3 separate regions of the Sus scrofa genome follow, and all the other regions are linked to region 1. Evidence: chromatin contacts called from public Hi-C and promoter capture Hi-C data. All regions are on one chromosome and are shown on one strand. The core of a region is the stretch at or near the end of the contact, and the rest is flanking DNA. Distances in the headings are between cores, read along the strand shown. Region 1 holds the start of NDUFAF3 (NADH:ubiquinone oxidoreductase complex assembly factor 3). Region 2 holds the start of PFKFB4 (6-phosphofructo-2-kinase/fructose-2,6-bisphosphatase 4). Region 3 holds the start of NICN1 (nicolin-1).

What was found. Promoter capture Hi-C pulls out the DNA fragments that hold promoters and counts their contacts. A called contact is a pair of places that touch in the nucleus more often than the background predicts.
Region 2: a Hi-C map of skeletal muscle shows a contact between it and region 1, with 6 times the contacts expected there. The contact joins the promoter of PFKFB4 here to the promoter of NDUFAF3 in region 1. A contact is called at or near these places in 2 of 47 Hi-C or Micro-C datasets (heart right ventricle and skeletal muscle) and 1 of 2 datasets of contacts at active chromatin or transcription factors (alveolar macrophages).
Region 3: a contact with region 1 is called in a promoter capture Hi-C map of liver, with 5 times the contacts expected there. The contact joins the promoter of NICN1 here to the promoter of NDUFAF3 in region 1. A contact is called at or near these places in 2 of 5 promoter capture datasets (fetal liver and liver), 1 of 47 Hi-C or Micro-C datasets (embryonic fibroblasts) and 2 of 2 datasets of contacts at active chromatin or transcription factors (alveolar macrophages and skeletal muscle).

Annotation. Positions count from the first base shown.
Region 1 is chr13:31,654,500-31,659,120 of Sscrofa11.1, reverse strand. It overlaps NDUFAF3 (NADH:ubiquinone oxidoreductase complex assembly factor 3), which reads right to left and starts at 2,180. Exons shown (of 5, transcript NM_001243606.1): 1 at 2,075-2,180; 2 at 1,795-1,987; 3 at 1,561-1,627; 4 at 1,366-1,466; 5 at 1,034-1,281. The coding sequence starts at 2,151. The coding sequence ends at 1,162. DALRD3 (DALR anticodon-binding domain-containing protein 3) reads left to right here and starts at 2,815. Exons shown (of 14, transcript XM_021070653.1): 1 at 2,815-3,019; 2 at 3,732-3,805. The coding sequence starts at 3,751. IMPDH2 (inosine-5'-monophosphate dehydrogenase 2) reads left to right here. Exons shown (of 15, transcript XM_005669533.3): 13 at 1-139; 14 at 221-304; 15 at 408-479. The coding sequence ends at 429. It overlaps MIR425 (microRNA 425), which reads left to right and starts at 4,048; the gene lies at 4,048-4,127. It also overlaps MIR191.
Region 2 is chr13:31,257,966-31,262,586 of Sscrofa11.1, reverse strand. It overlaps PFKFB4 (6-phosphofructo-2-kinase/fructose-2,6-bisphosphatase 4), which reads left to right and starts at 2,802. Exons shown (of 14, transcript XM_005669518.3): 1 at 2,802-2,915. The coding sequence starts at 2,852. UCN2 (urocortin-2) reads left to right here and starts at 763. Exons shown (of 1, transcript XM_021070636.1): 1 at 763-1,391. The coding sequence starts at 1,050. The coding sequence ends at 1,391.
Region 3 is chr13:32,004,483-32,009,103 of Sscrofa11.1, reverse strand. It overlaps NICN1 (nicolin-1), which reads left to right and starts at 1,838. Exons shown (of 6, transcript XM_021068737.1): 1 at 1,838-2,100; 2 at 3,294-3,470; 3 at 3,735-3,848; 4 at 4,294-4,365. The coding sequence starts at 1,969.

The sequences.
Region 1 (4,621 bases), core at 931-3,430:
CTGACAAAATCAAGGTGGCCCAGGGGGTGTCTGGGGCTGTGCAGGACAAAGGATCCATCCACAAATTTGTTCCATACTTGATTGCCGGCATCCAGCACTCCTGCCAGGACATTGGTGCTAAGAGTTTAACCCAAGTCCGGTAAGTTTAGGGAGCAGGGCCATCGACTAGAGGGGCTGGACGAGGGCCAGCTCCCCACATCTGACCACCACCCCTGTTCAGAGCCATGATGTATTCTGGGGAGCTCAAGTTTGAAAAGAGAACATCTTCAGCTCAGGTTGAAGGTGGCGTCCACAGCCTTCATTCGTAAGTGACCAACCCTTTCCATTCCTCTGTCCTTGGGGTTGAGGTGTCTCCCATGCCTCGGTCTTCCTGCCCTCACCCTCACAGCTGGTCCTTCTGCCAACAGGTATGAGAAGCGTCTTTTCTGAAAAGGGATACAGCACACCTCCTTGGTTTTTCAATAAAAGTTTGAAAAAAAGTGATGCCTGATCTTTGAGGTCAACAACAAGCAGGTAGTGCTCTGCAGCTGCCACCATCACAGATACACACCAACACAGTACCGTCATTTCCAGGGAAAACCTCAAGCCCTGAGATGAGGGTGCTGTGAGCACCTGGACGTAGGTGGTAGTGCTAGATTCAGAAAGTCCCTTCTCTGGCAGCTCAGACCAGTTCTGGCTCCCAAGGGTTTGGTCTCAAACTGTGACTCTGACTGTAGCTGCTAAGAAAGGGTCACAGAACAGGCCATGAGGCTATAGACTGGCATCCACAGGGCCTCCTGCTAGCCCAAAGCTTGGCCACAGGGGATCAGGCTGAGACCCCACATACATGTTCTCTAACTTGAATCTCTAAAGGGCCTTGTGGAGAAAGCACTGAAGTCCCCTCAAATCTGCATGTGAGCAAAGAGATGTACAGTTTATAACAGACACCTATACAGCTTCCTCGCCTCTTGAGTATCCCCTTGATTTTTTCACAACCCCCTCCATGAACCCACGGAGCCAGCAGCTCCTGTCCAGCAATACACCTAGTACAAAATTGTGAGAAGTAGATTAAATTATTAATTTGCTGGCTAGAAAGACAAGTTGTTACAGTGCCAAAGGGGAGGAGCTAGTAAAAACTGGAAACCCCTGCACTCAGCAAAGGGTGGCAAGGTTCCTGGTGGTTCATTTTTTTGAGACTTGGGCCAAAGATGTGAGAGCAGCCCCTCCAGGTGGGGGAATGAGAGCAGCTCCTGTCACCCGGCCTTCATGACACAGGAAGTTGAAAGTGGCACAGGCATTGGGCTGCAAAGAGAAAGCCAGCATCAGCTGGGCTAGGGCCAAGGCCAGGCCTGGGCTCGCCTCAGCATTCCCGAGTACCAGACATACTGTGTCCTGCACTTCCACAGCGATGCCCCGCTGCCTCATGGCTCGCAGCACCTGGGGCTGCAGCCGCTCAGTCCGGTCTCCAGTGCCCACCACAACAATCTCTAGGGAAAGATGAGCATAGCAAGGCTGCAACGAGGTCTATCGAGAGGGTGGGTTTCCGGGGCTCATCACCTCAGCCTTCCCTTCCTCCAGTACCTATTCGGGGCTCCAGCATCCAAAAGAGAGAGAAGCTTCCTTCGGTGATGTCCTGGTGGGAACCTACCTGTGTGGGAAGGAGACAAGTTAATTACAAGTCTATGGAGGTTTCCCCACCGACCCTCTACCTGCTCCAAAGCGGGGCAAAAGAAAAGCCAAGTTTGCCAAGGACGGAGTCAGGAAGGCAGGCCTGACTCTGGTCCTCGGGTTTCCTTATTGCAGGGAAGGGCTCACGTTCCACTGCACCACCGAGTGCGGAAGCAGCGCGCAGGGCCCAAGCACGCGATTTCCATTGACCACGAAGCCGCGGCTGCTGTAGCTGTCGATGTACATCGCCTGCGGGGACTCGCGCTGCAGCAGAGATATTCGCGTCCGCTGATACAGCTCATCATCCGTCGGCGTGAGCCGATGCCCACGCCCTGGGGCCCTGCGGAGGGGTATGGTCGGGGTCTAAGGGGCTGGGAGTCGCTGGCTGTGGGGGGCAGGTGGTCAGGGACGGTGGGTCCGGCCTCACCAGGACAGCTGCGCGAGCGGCCAGCGAAGGATGTGTCGCGCTCGATACAAGCTCCGAAGCACGAACACCGCTGCCATGGCGGATCAGCGCACAGGGAGACCGGCGCAGGGTCAGCGGGGTCGTGGCGTCACCCAGCCCGGAGCAACGACAGCGCCCCCAGCGTCGCGGAGGGCACCGCGCAGCTCTGCCGGCCCCGGGCTGGAGACGGGAGGGAGCCGACCAGGGGCTTAGGTCCCAGCAGGGCGGGTCTCCCGGTGCGGCTCCAGTGTCTGCAGCTGCCGTCCGCCCCGCCCCAGGCCCCCGCAGGCCGTTCTGGGGGAGCCGGACACCTGGTGGCGTGACAGGCCTCAGCACAGTCTGAGCCCCAGCCGCGGCCGGGCCCCCGGCTCTTAGCCATTAAGCCGGGCTCTTGGGACCCGGGGAGGGGCGGCCTAGCACCTGTTCGAGTCCCGCACACCTGGCCAGGGCGTGGTGCCAGCCTCCAAATTTCTAATCCCGGCTTCGCGGAGTCGGATTCCGAGGGCGGTGCGGGCAGCTCAGGTTTCCCCCTCTCGCCCTCCGAGTTCAGCCCCTCCCAACCGTTCACCCGCGCGACCGTTGGCAACGCCGCGGCGTTTCACACCAGGCGTCGTTGCGCTTGGATTGGCTTCTCTGGAGGGCGAGGGGGCGTGGCTGAGTGGTTTCGCCTTAAAATGGCTCCAACTCTGCGGCTAGAACAAGCGGAAGAGGACGCGACGTCAGGCTGGTCGTTGCTGCTCCTGGGTCGGACCGGGCCGAAACGGACCAGACATTGAACTATACAGCGGCCGGAGTATCGCCCTATTCTTGTTCACCTCGCTCTGCGTCCAGAGAATCCCTCCCCCGCGTCTTGAGCCGAATCAGAAGGCCTACTGGTGCCAGAGTCGCTGGCGCCCGCGCAGGTTCCGACATCTCGGCGCGCCTACTGTATGGTGGCCTCCGGGGAAACATTGCTGCGTCTGCCGCCCGCGGGGCCAGGCTGGCGGGGGGGTTTCGAACAACCGAGGACGTTCTCAGTAGATCTCCGGGGGTCCCGTCGCTGCCTTGAGGGCTCATTGGGCTTCTCGCACTCCCGACACTGGCAGCGTCACCAGACAAAGGGCCCGGGTGCGGGGGTGTCCCAGGGGAGGGTTTACTTCCTCTCCGAGGCCCCACGGGCGCGCTTCCCTCTTGGCTGATCCTGAAGCCCGCCCCGCCACCGCCAGTGTAGTGGCCCTGACTGCATGGGACCAACAGGATTAATCCTACCCCGTGGATCTAATCCAGATTGGGACCCAGTCCCGGGGGGGGGGGTCCCCACCACACCTATTGTTTTGGGGCCCAGGTGAGCGAGCGGCTCGTTCCTACCGCACTTGATTTCACCACCTTCTCTTGGCTCCCTCTCCTGGGACTGGGAATGTAGGAAGTTTGATCTGGCACCAAGGCAAGAGATTACCCCTCTCAACCTCCCACTCCCCACGGCTGGACAGCGGGCAACGGAATCCCAAAAGCAGCTGTTGTCTCCAGAGCATTCCAGCTGCACTTGGATTTCGTTCCCTGCTCTCTTGCCTGAGCAGCGTTCTGGCCCAGATTCGGTGGGCTAGCCCCTGATCCCCAGACATACTTTATCGGGCCACTCTGATTTCTGTCCCTCTCTCAGGTGCGCCCTCAGGCTGGAAATGACAGGCGTAGACGTCGGGGAGCCCAGGCTGTGGCCATCTCTTGGATCCCAAGGTAGCACTGGCAAGGGAGGGAGGACACAGGGACTTCTGATTGGGCTGCAATGGTGGTCTGCAATGGTGGTGAGTCCCCCAGGGCCACCCCAGCCCACAGCTGACTAAAGATAGCCCTTCACTTCCTGGGGTAAAGCCACTGTAAGTGTCCTCATGCACCAAGAGTAGCTGAAGACCCCAGCTCAGCCTCTGGCCCCCAATCCTATTAGCAGCTGACCCTAGGTTGTGCACCTGCGGCATGGAAAGTGCTTTGGAATGACACGATCACTCCCGTTGAGTGGGCACCCAAGTAGCCATCGGGAATGTCGTGTCCGCCCAGTGCTCTTTCGGAGCCTCCCTGCAGGGCCTTGCAACCCTGGCCCAGAAAGGGACCTTGCCAAGCTTTTCCTGCTCCTAGAATCCTCTCTCTTCTGAGTTCTGGGCACTCTCACTTCTCCAGGGCAGAGATTATGGATGTTCTGCTGCATCAAGTTCAATCCCTAGTAAAAAAAAAAGAGAGAAAGAGGGGGATTTCCCTGGTGGCCCAGTGATTAAGGATTTGGTGTCATTACTGCTGTGGTTGGGGTTTAGTCCCTGGCCTGGGAATTTCCACATGCCAAGGTTGCAGCTACAAAAAGGAGAGAGAAAAGGGGGTTTAAGTTACTAGAAATGGAGACATTCTGGAGCCTTCCTGGGACAGAGGAAAGAGGTTTATCACTGGTAGAGGGACAAGAGCTGTTCTTAAGCTGGGACTTCTTATGGTCACATTGTTTAGTTGAGCCACAAAGGCTGGTTGCCTTAACCAGGAAGTGGGAGGATCCCTGTTAAAGTATACTAG
Region 2 (4,621 bases), core at 1,553-4,052, 400 kb after region 1:
CAGGAACTGAGGATATGTCCTTCTTGTCCCCGGGGGGGAATGAATCATAGGAGGGGGCTGCCTCCACCAGGAGACAGGCCCCCCTCTCAGCTCAGGGGCTGAGGGAGATAAATGGGCCCTGAAGAGGGCAGAGGGGCAGACCACAGCACAGCACTGCCTGGCCCCAGCTTACCCCAGAGGAGGCTGCTACTGGTAGGACTGGGGTCAGGGAGATGGGCAGGGCCTTTGGGGTTGAGTGGATCTGGGGTTTTGTCAGTGGAGGGCTTTCAATCTGAGGGGGTCCTGGGATCTCTGGCTGCTTCTCCACCTCAAGAAACCCCATTCCTGCCTTTCTTTGTCCTGGATCTGTTACAAGCTTTCTCACTCAGACCTCAGGCTCCCCTTTTGTCCTTCTGTGTTTCTCTCTTTGCATCCTTATTTCTATCACACTGTCTCTCGGGCGGTTTCTGTCTCTTTTTTCTTCCAGTCTCCCTCTATTTTGCCTTGCCTCCCTCTCATTCAACTCCATCTTTCTCCCTCCCCCACCCTCCCTTTTTCCTTCTTGTTCTTCCTCCTCCTCCCTCCACCTCTCTCTCTCTAAAATATATCCATGTCTAAGAGTTCCAACTGTGGCACAGTGGGATAGGGATCCAGCATTGGCACAGCTGTGGTGAACGTTGCAGCTGCAGCTTGCATTTGATCCCTGGCCCTGGGAACTTCCATATGCCATAGGTGTGGCAAAAAGAAAGAAAGGAAGGAAGGAAGGAAAAAAGAAGGAAGAGAAAGAATCCATATCATGCTTTTGTGGCTCTCTTTCTCTGGGTTTCTCTGTCTCTTTATCTGTCTTATTTTCTTTCTCACTCTTTCTGTGCCTCTGTCTCAGTTTTCTTGGTTCATTCAGGCTTTCTTCTTGTCCCTTCATCTCTGTCTCTGTCTCTCTCTGTCCCTAGCCTCTCTAATCTCTACCTTGCAGCCTCTCTGTCTCTGCATTTGCCATCTGTCTCTGTCCATTGGTCAGAGCTGACCAGAGCCCCTGCCCTGAGTCCGTTTTCTCCTCGCAGCCTGACCACATGATGACCAGGTGGGCTCTGCTGGTGCTGATGATCCTGACATTGGCCAGGACCCTGCTTGTCCCAGCAAACCCACTCCCAGGCTTTCAGCTCCTCCCTCAGAACTTTCCCCAGGTCACTCCCTGCCCTGTGACCTCAGAGAGCCCATCAGCCAGCACCACAGGCCCCTCTGCAACTTGGGGGCACCCCAGCCCTGGCCCCCACCCTGGCTCCCGCATCACCCTCTCGCTGGATGTCCCTCTCGGCCTCCTGCAGATCTTACTGGAGCAGGCCCGGGCCAGGGCTGTGAGGGAGCAGGCTGCTGCCAACGCCCGCATCCTGGCCCATGTCGGTCGCCGCTGAGCCTGAGGGAGGGGCTCACAATGCTGGAGCCACCCGAGATGGGGAGTCCCGGAGCGGCAGAGCTGGATGGTACTATATCTGGGCATGGTGCATCTGGACTCCACCACATGGGGTCACTGCCATGTGGTGTCATATCACCTAAAGTGCTTCACAGAGTCGCAGTGTGTCTGGACAGCCTGGATGTTGCCATGTCAGGTCACCAAGTGGAGCCTTGCCCTTCCTAGGAGCCCCACAGACTTACAGTATGTCTGGACAGCCTGGACACTATCATGGAAGGTTACTATCACATGGTCTCGTCACATCTGGGTTCCACAGTCACAGAGCATCTGGACAACATCACTTGTGGTCACTGACATATCTCTTTCAAGAACCTCAACACAAGAGTCTATGGCTGCATTGGAGACCAGCTTGCCCAAGACTAGACCCGCGGGTCTTCCCTGCCCCTCACTGGTCACCACACAGAGAAGTGCTGGTGGAGGGTCACAAGCATGTTTTTGTGCCCAATGAGGCAGCACCCACTCCAGACAAGTGGGGCCATCAGGGGTATCTCTAAGCATGGATTGATGGTCGTATGTGTGAGGTCTGTGGCTGTGGCAGCCTTGCTTTGTGTGTGGGAGCATATGTGTGTATGTGTGAGCAAGGTGAGGGCGTGTGAGGGGGCTGGGAGGAACAGGTGCTTGTCCTTCAAACCTTCATGAAGCATGCTCAACACATAGACAGGCACTGTCTTACCACACCCCTGCATACCCAGCCTCCACCCCGACACACAGGGCTAAAGGAGAAGGAGCTCAGGCTGCTGGGACTCCTGACCCAACTGCCCCTTCTTTGTCGAATGGGCAAACACACTCACCTTTCCAAGCCTTGGTTTTCTCCTCTGTAAAGCATAGTAATGCCACCAGGTGTCTTGTGAGCACTGAGTGATGCAGTCTGACATGCAGAGAGAGCTCAATAAATGCAGAGACCAGAGAATGGGAGAGAGAAGAATCACCAGGCAGTGACACACAAGGGTGGAGTCATAGCTGGCTACGCTGCCCCTCTGCCCACTCCCCCCACCCCAATTTCACTGACCCGTCCCTTGGTGTGGAAAGGGTGGGTTTTGGCTGATCTCACAATCCCAACTCTATTGCTGGGCTGGAGATGGGACTGACCTGGAGAGTGCAGACAGGCTTGCCTGCAGATGGGGCAGATAGTCTGGGTAGTGTAGACAACTCCAGCTGGAGCAGAGGGCAGACACCCGGCTCTGGCTGGAGAGGTACTACTGTCGGAAGTGAGGCTGCCTGGCCGGGGCACTGACGAGATCTCAGTTTGTAAGCAGCCCGGGGGGGTGGGGTGGAGGCGGGGCCCAAGGAGGGGTTGGAGAGGCGGGGCCAGCGGGCAGGCTGCCTCTCCGGAGCCTGGGGGGCGGGGCTGCCCGACTCCAAGCCGCAGGGGGCGGTGGCCCAGGCCAGTTCAGTTGCAGGATGAACCGAGGCACGGAAGGAGGCAACTCCCTGACAGGACTCGGGTCAAGGAGCAGCAGGCGGGGTAGGCTCGGAGCCCGGTGGAGAGGGTGGGAGGACTGGGAAAAGACCCGGGCGGTGTGAGGGTGGTGCTAGAAAGGGTGTGAGAGTGTTGGGGGTCTCTCCAGGAATAGGGGTGCTCTGAGGGAGTATCAATCTCTTGGTGGCATGGAGGAGTGGGAACACTGTTGCCTTACAGGGGAGAGGGAGCTGGGCCAAGTGGGGGGACTATAAATAGCTTCTTCCTCCAGCCTAGGGAGAGGGCCAGCCAGCTGGAGCTGCCTGGGGGCCTCCTCCTCTGCCCTTTGCTGGCCTCCAAGTGGTCATGTTTGTCCAGGTCTTCCCTCCGGGGTCATGCCAGTCTGGGGAGCTCCAGAGGCCCATTTGGGAAGCTTTTTATATGATGTGACTGTAGCCCTTAAACCAGCATTTCTAGAGCACCTACTGTGTGCCTTGTGTGGGTCCTGAGCTGCCCTAAACACCTACTGTGTGCTCTGTTCCAGTCATGAACCTCTCTGAACCCTTACTGTGGGCCCTGGCTGGTCCTGAGTCACCCCGAGCCCCTACTGTGTGTCCAGTGTCTGGCTGAAATCAACAAGCGTAGATCAGGGTCCACGGGCTGCTTGGTCACCCCCAAGTTGGAACCTCACACCCTGTGTGAGCTCTGAACACAGGGAGACTCAGGAAGATCCTTGGCTAGAGATGGCCAGAGGAAGCTGGGACTCCTGGAAACTCCCCAACCTCTGGTGGCAGTACAGGGAGAGGGGAGGAGGGGAATAAAGGGAAAGGGAGGCAGCAGAGAGCAGCAGGCCTCACGCAGTTGGCCCCGGGTGTAGGGCTTGTTAGTGTGTATGTGCACTCGTGGCTGTGTGCACACTGTGCTTTCATGCACTGGTGTGTGGGTCTGTGTGGTGTGCACTGAGGTCCCTGGGCCTAAGTGCTGCAAAGGGTGGTTTGGCGGTTTGGCCAGGATGGGCCAGCAGATACAGGGACTGGGAAGAGTTTGAGCATAGAGGACTGAGGATTGAGGACTCTGGCCACCCTAGTCCTAGGACACTGGGAAAAGGACCAGTGGTCAGTGCAGAGGGCACCACAGGAGCCCTCCAGGGCCAGGCCAGGTGTGTTCTCAGCAGGGAAGAGCTGAGCAGGATGTGTTCACACAGCGGCACACACTGACATCCCAGCACGTTTCCCACCCCTGGGTCAGGAGGGCTGGCTCACTCTGGGATGGCCCCAAGGAGGGAAAAGCCACAGGGGCCAGTTATTCCAGTGGACGTCTATCGACGCTGAGGGAGCAGAAAGCCAGGAGAGCATTTCAATGGAGCAAACATGTAGGAATGCGGGTGTGGAGGTGGGATGTGTGGTTATAGTCCAAGGTGTGGGAGGTGAGGTTTTGAGAGGCTGGGAGTTGAACTGAGTCTATCCTGCCCTGTGGGCTAGCAGCTCTGTGACGGCTTTCCCCCTTCCTCAGTTTCCTACCTGGGAAATGGGGCCGTGGGAGGGGCGATGGCCCCCAGAGCAGATACAGACCCTGGCCTTGAAGAGAGGCCCCAGGATTCTCCTGCTGTTGACTTGTGGCCTCTCACTGGATACAGAGATTTGGGAAGGTATGTCTGGGTCATTCCAGGGTCAGAGTGTTTGGGGAAGAGTGGGAGGTGTGGAGCCACTGCTTTTCCTGGGAAGCCAGACTCAGACTGTCTGGACGAAGGGATGGCTTCCCAGACATGGCCC
Region 3 (4,621 bases), core at 589-3,088, 350 kb before region 1:
CCTACACCACAGCCATACAGAATCCGAGCCTCACCACAGCTCATGGCAACGCCAGTCAGGGATGGAAACCCGCAACCTCATGGTTTCTAGTCGGATTCATTTCCGCTGTGCCACGACACATGTTTTTAATTTTTTTTTTCTTTTCATTTTTGGCTGCCCCGGGCCAGGAATCAGCTATGGCAAGGGATGGCTGTTCCAGGCCAGGGATAAAATCTGCATCCCAATGTCTCCCAAAACACCACCAATCCTGTTTAACCATAGCGAGACCTTCCCATTTGCTCGTTTGTTTGTTTTTGTCTTTTTGCCTTTTCTAGGGCCGCTCCCTAGGCATATGGAGGTTCCCAGTCTAGGGATCTAATCGGAGCTGTAGTTGCTGGCCTACACTACAGCTCATGGCAACGCCGAATCCTTAACCTGCTGAGCAAGGCCAGGGATCGAACCCACAACCTCATGATTCCTAGTCGGATTTGTTTCTGCTGTGCCACGACAGGAACTCCTATCGTTCACTGGTTTTACATATATTCATAGTGCTGTGTAATCAACACTTATTTCCAGAATTTTTTTATCCATCCTAAACTGAAACTCTGTACCTATTAAACGATAACCATTTCCCCTGCCCATAGCCCCTGGCAACCTCTATTCTACTTACTGTATGAATTTGACTAGTCTAGGTACCTAACATAAGTGGTATCATACAGTATTTGTACTTCTATGTCTGTTTTTTCACTGAGCATAATATTTTCAATGTTCATGCATGTTGATGCATACATCAGAATTGCATTCCTTTTTAAGGCTGAATAATTCCATCTTATATAATTACATTTTGTTTACTCATTCATCTGTTGATAGACACATGGCTTTGTTCATTTCTTTTTATTGTTGAGTAGTGTTCCATTGTGTGGACATACCACAATTAGCTAATCTGTTGGACATTTGGATTATTTCCAACTTCTGGCTATTGTGAATAAAGCCCTTGGATGGACATGTGCTTTCATTTCTCTTGGGTAAACACTAATGAGTGCAAAGGCTGCATCATATTATAGGTATAAATTTAGTTCTTAAAGAATGGCTAAACTGGGAGTTCCCATCGTGGCTCAGTGGTTAACGAATCCGACTAGGAACCATGAGGTTGCTGGTTCGGTCCCTGGCCTTGCTCAGTGGGTTAAGGATTCGGTGTTGCCGCGAACTGTGGTGTAGGTCGCAGACGCGGCTGGGATCCCACGTTGCTGTGGCTCTGGTGTAGGTCGGTGGCCACAGCTCCGACTGGACCCCTAGCCTGGAAACCTCCATATGCCGCGGGAGCGGCCCAAGAAATGGCACAAAAACCAACAAACAAAAAAAGAATGGCTAAACCGCTTTTCGAAGTACCAGTTAATTATCAGTGGATTCCACATTCTTGTTCCACATTCTTGTCAGTCTTTAATTTTAGCCTGCTTACTGGCGTTTAGTGGGTGTGTGTGAGGTCTCTAATTTATGTTTCCCTCGTGAATAATCATGTTAAACATATTTTCACGGGCATACTGGCTATTTATCTATCTTCTGTAAATTATCCCTTCAAATCCTTTGCCTATTAAAAAAAAAGGGTTAATATCTATATTTGCAACTAAAGTCGCCTAGGACCTATACTCATTCATGCTCATGGCTTACGAGTTCTGAAAGACGTCCGCCTTGCATAGAAGTACTTGCGGTGGACAGAGGGCCCAGCCCGATATTGCATCCAGGCTAGCTAAGCCATTTCTGAGCAATGGCTGCGGCGCGTCTCCAAGGCTCTCTCGGTGATTGGCTGAAGGAGCACTTCCGCAGGCACTTCCGACTCCCGGCCCGCCCCGAGCATCGGTCATTGGCTGGGCTGGCCCAGCACGATTCCTCTCGGGAGTTGTAGTTCTTGGGGCTCGGCTGGGACGCAGGGAAGGACCATTGGTCCAAAGCCAGGAGCGGCAGTTGTGTTTGGTCCTGGTCGTTGGCACCATGTCCCGCGTGTCCGTGCCCTGCCATGTGAAAGGCACTGTGGCCCTGCAGGTGGGGGACGTGCGGACCTCCCAAGGCCGGCCTGGCGTGCTGGTCATCGATGTCACCTTCCCCAGCGTCGCGCCCTTCGAGGTGAGCAAGCCCTGTGGGCGCGACCCGGGCTCCTGGGCGGGGCCTATCTGGGGAACTCGGGCGTGTCCCAGGCATCTAATCTTTTACTGAAAGCCTCTCCAGAGCCCTCGCCCTAAAGAATCAGTTAACTATTTGTTTATCTCTTCAGTTAACAAGTATTTACTGTAACACAGCTTCCTCTTCTGTTCTCTTCAACATCTCTTCCCAGTGTCCAGAACAGCCCTGGCACAGAAGTGGCAACGTAGTAGGCTAAGGGAGTTCTCTTGAGGTGCAGCGGGTTAAGGATCTGGCGGTTGTCGCTGCTGACTCTATTTGCTCCCTGGCCCAGAAACTTAGGCATACCTAGGGAGTATGCAAAAACAAACAAACAACAAACCCACAAAAATGCCTCCTGCCCAGACCTACAGTCCCTGCTGGAGGTCAGGATCAACTCATCCCTCATTGGGATTTTCCCAGTGGCTCCAGTTACCAGTCTCCAGTTGCTCTTCTACTTTTGCTGGCAGAGTGACTGGACAATGCAGAAATCAAGAGGACAAAGCCCACTTTCTAATGGCCTAACATTCAGGGCCACTCTGTGTCTGTGCCCTATTTGCTTCTCCACATGTGCACTTTGACTTATAGTATATGGTTCTTCCCCAAGCTGTTCCTTACTCTAAGCTGAGAGATTTTATTAAAGGGCCCAACTCTGGAAATCCTGATTCATTTGGTCTGGAGTGGAGCCTGTATAGCTATATATTTTTTTAATTTTCAAAAAAAATTTTTTCCTTGGTTAATTCTGATGAGTATCCAGTGATGAGAACTGCTGTAGCTAGGCCGAACCACTGTCCCAGGTGCCAGGATCTGTCACCACTTGGTGCTTCTTTGTATATGCTATGTTTACATTTTCTCCTTTTCCTGGTCCATTTGATGAACTCATCTGTACATTTTCTACCTCCTCTAGAGTTAGGGCTTTGACCTCTGGCAGCATTTTGGACATGTGGCAAGATCTGAGGTCATGGTTTGTTTGCATGATGTGCTCATTTGGACTATGAGTTCTAGGAAAGCAAAATTTTTTAAGGCCCCAGTGGATTCTTGTTGAAATTGTTAGATTGGTAGAGGAGTACATTCCAAGGTGGAGGAGGAGAGGGCGACTTTGAACCCTTCAGGCCTTGGGCCTGGGTCTGATTTGTCATGGTGGGTTGTGTGTGCTCTAGTTGCAGGAGATCATGTTTAAGAATTACTACACGGCCTTTCTGACCATCCGTGTTCGCCAGCACACCTCGACACACACTCCGGCCAAGTGGGTGACCTGCCTGCGGGACTATTGCCTGATGCCCGACCCACACAGTGAGGAGGGAGCCCAGGAGTATGTATCGCTGTTCAAGCACCAGGTCAGCTGGGACTCAGCATGGCCAGGGAAGCCCAGATGAGAGCTTACAAGGGGCCTGGGGATTGGGCCAGGATATCAAAAGGGAAGAGGGGCAGGCAGAGCTGGCCTTGGTTGTAGTTTTTTTGGCAAGTGCCTTGGAGGAACTACTGTTTTCTTCTCAAAGGCTTGGGGAGGAAACACCTTGGCTCATTGCTGGTTGGCTCCTCAGCAATGAGCTGGGGCCTCGTTGGGTCCTTGTGTGTGTGTGTGTATGTATGTTTGTCAGATGCTATGTGACATGGCCAGAGTACTGGAGCTGCGTTTGATTCTGCGACAGCCATCGCCGCTGTGGTCATCTTTCACGGTAGAGGAGCTGCAGATCTACCAGCAGGGACCAAAGGTAAATGACTAGCTCAGAGCTGTTGGCTGGCCCTTTCTTCAGGAGGCTCCTAACTCTGGCTGAGAGGCCTTGGGGTGCAGTGGGAGTGGGAGTGGACAGGTAAGGATGGTAAGACTCAGAAGGAGGCTTTCATGCAACTTACCCAGGTAGGAATGCTGGAAGCTCATGTTGAGGGAGGTGAGGCCATGTCCTCATATCCCCTGACATTTGGGGCTACCTGTCTCTTTCAGAGCTGGAACCTTCAAGTGCCAGGGGATACTTCTGTTCCTTATCTTCATGGCATATAGAAGAGCTTAGGTAGTCTGTCTGCCCCTGGGGCTGGAATAGGTTTTTCCCAGTGTCTGAGGCTGTCAGGGGCCCTTCTCTCTGCTCTCAGGACCTTGGGATCTGGTTCCAGGGCTCTCCTACTCTGCCTCCCTCAGGGCAGTATGCCTTTGCTTTGCAGAGCCCTTCCATGACCTTCCCCAAGTGGCTCTCCCACCCAATGCCTTGTGAGCAGCCTGCTCCCCTTCTTGAGGTAAGCCCTCACCCTGGGTAAGAACCATGTGTGAGTAGCTCTGGTGTCCAGCACAGGTCCAAGGGAACCCTTTTCTGGGACTGGATCCAGGGCCCTTGGTTCACTCTGTACCACCTTCCTCCTGAGATCCGAGGCAGCTCTGTGGGGGACGGGGCTGCTTACTCCACATCAGGCTCCTTACTCCTGTTTCACGTTATCTGGGATTGTTACTGGTTCACCTGGTGGGCTCCATGGCCCAACTTGGCCTCTCTGGAGT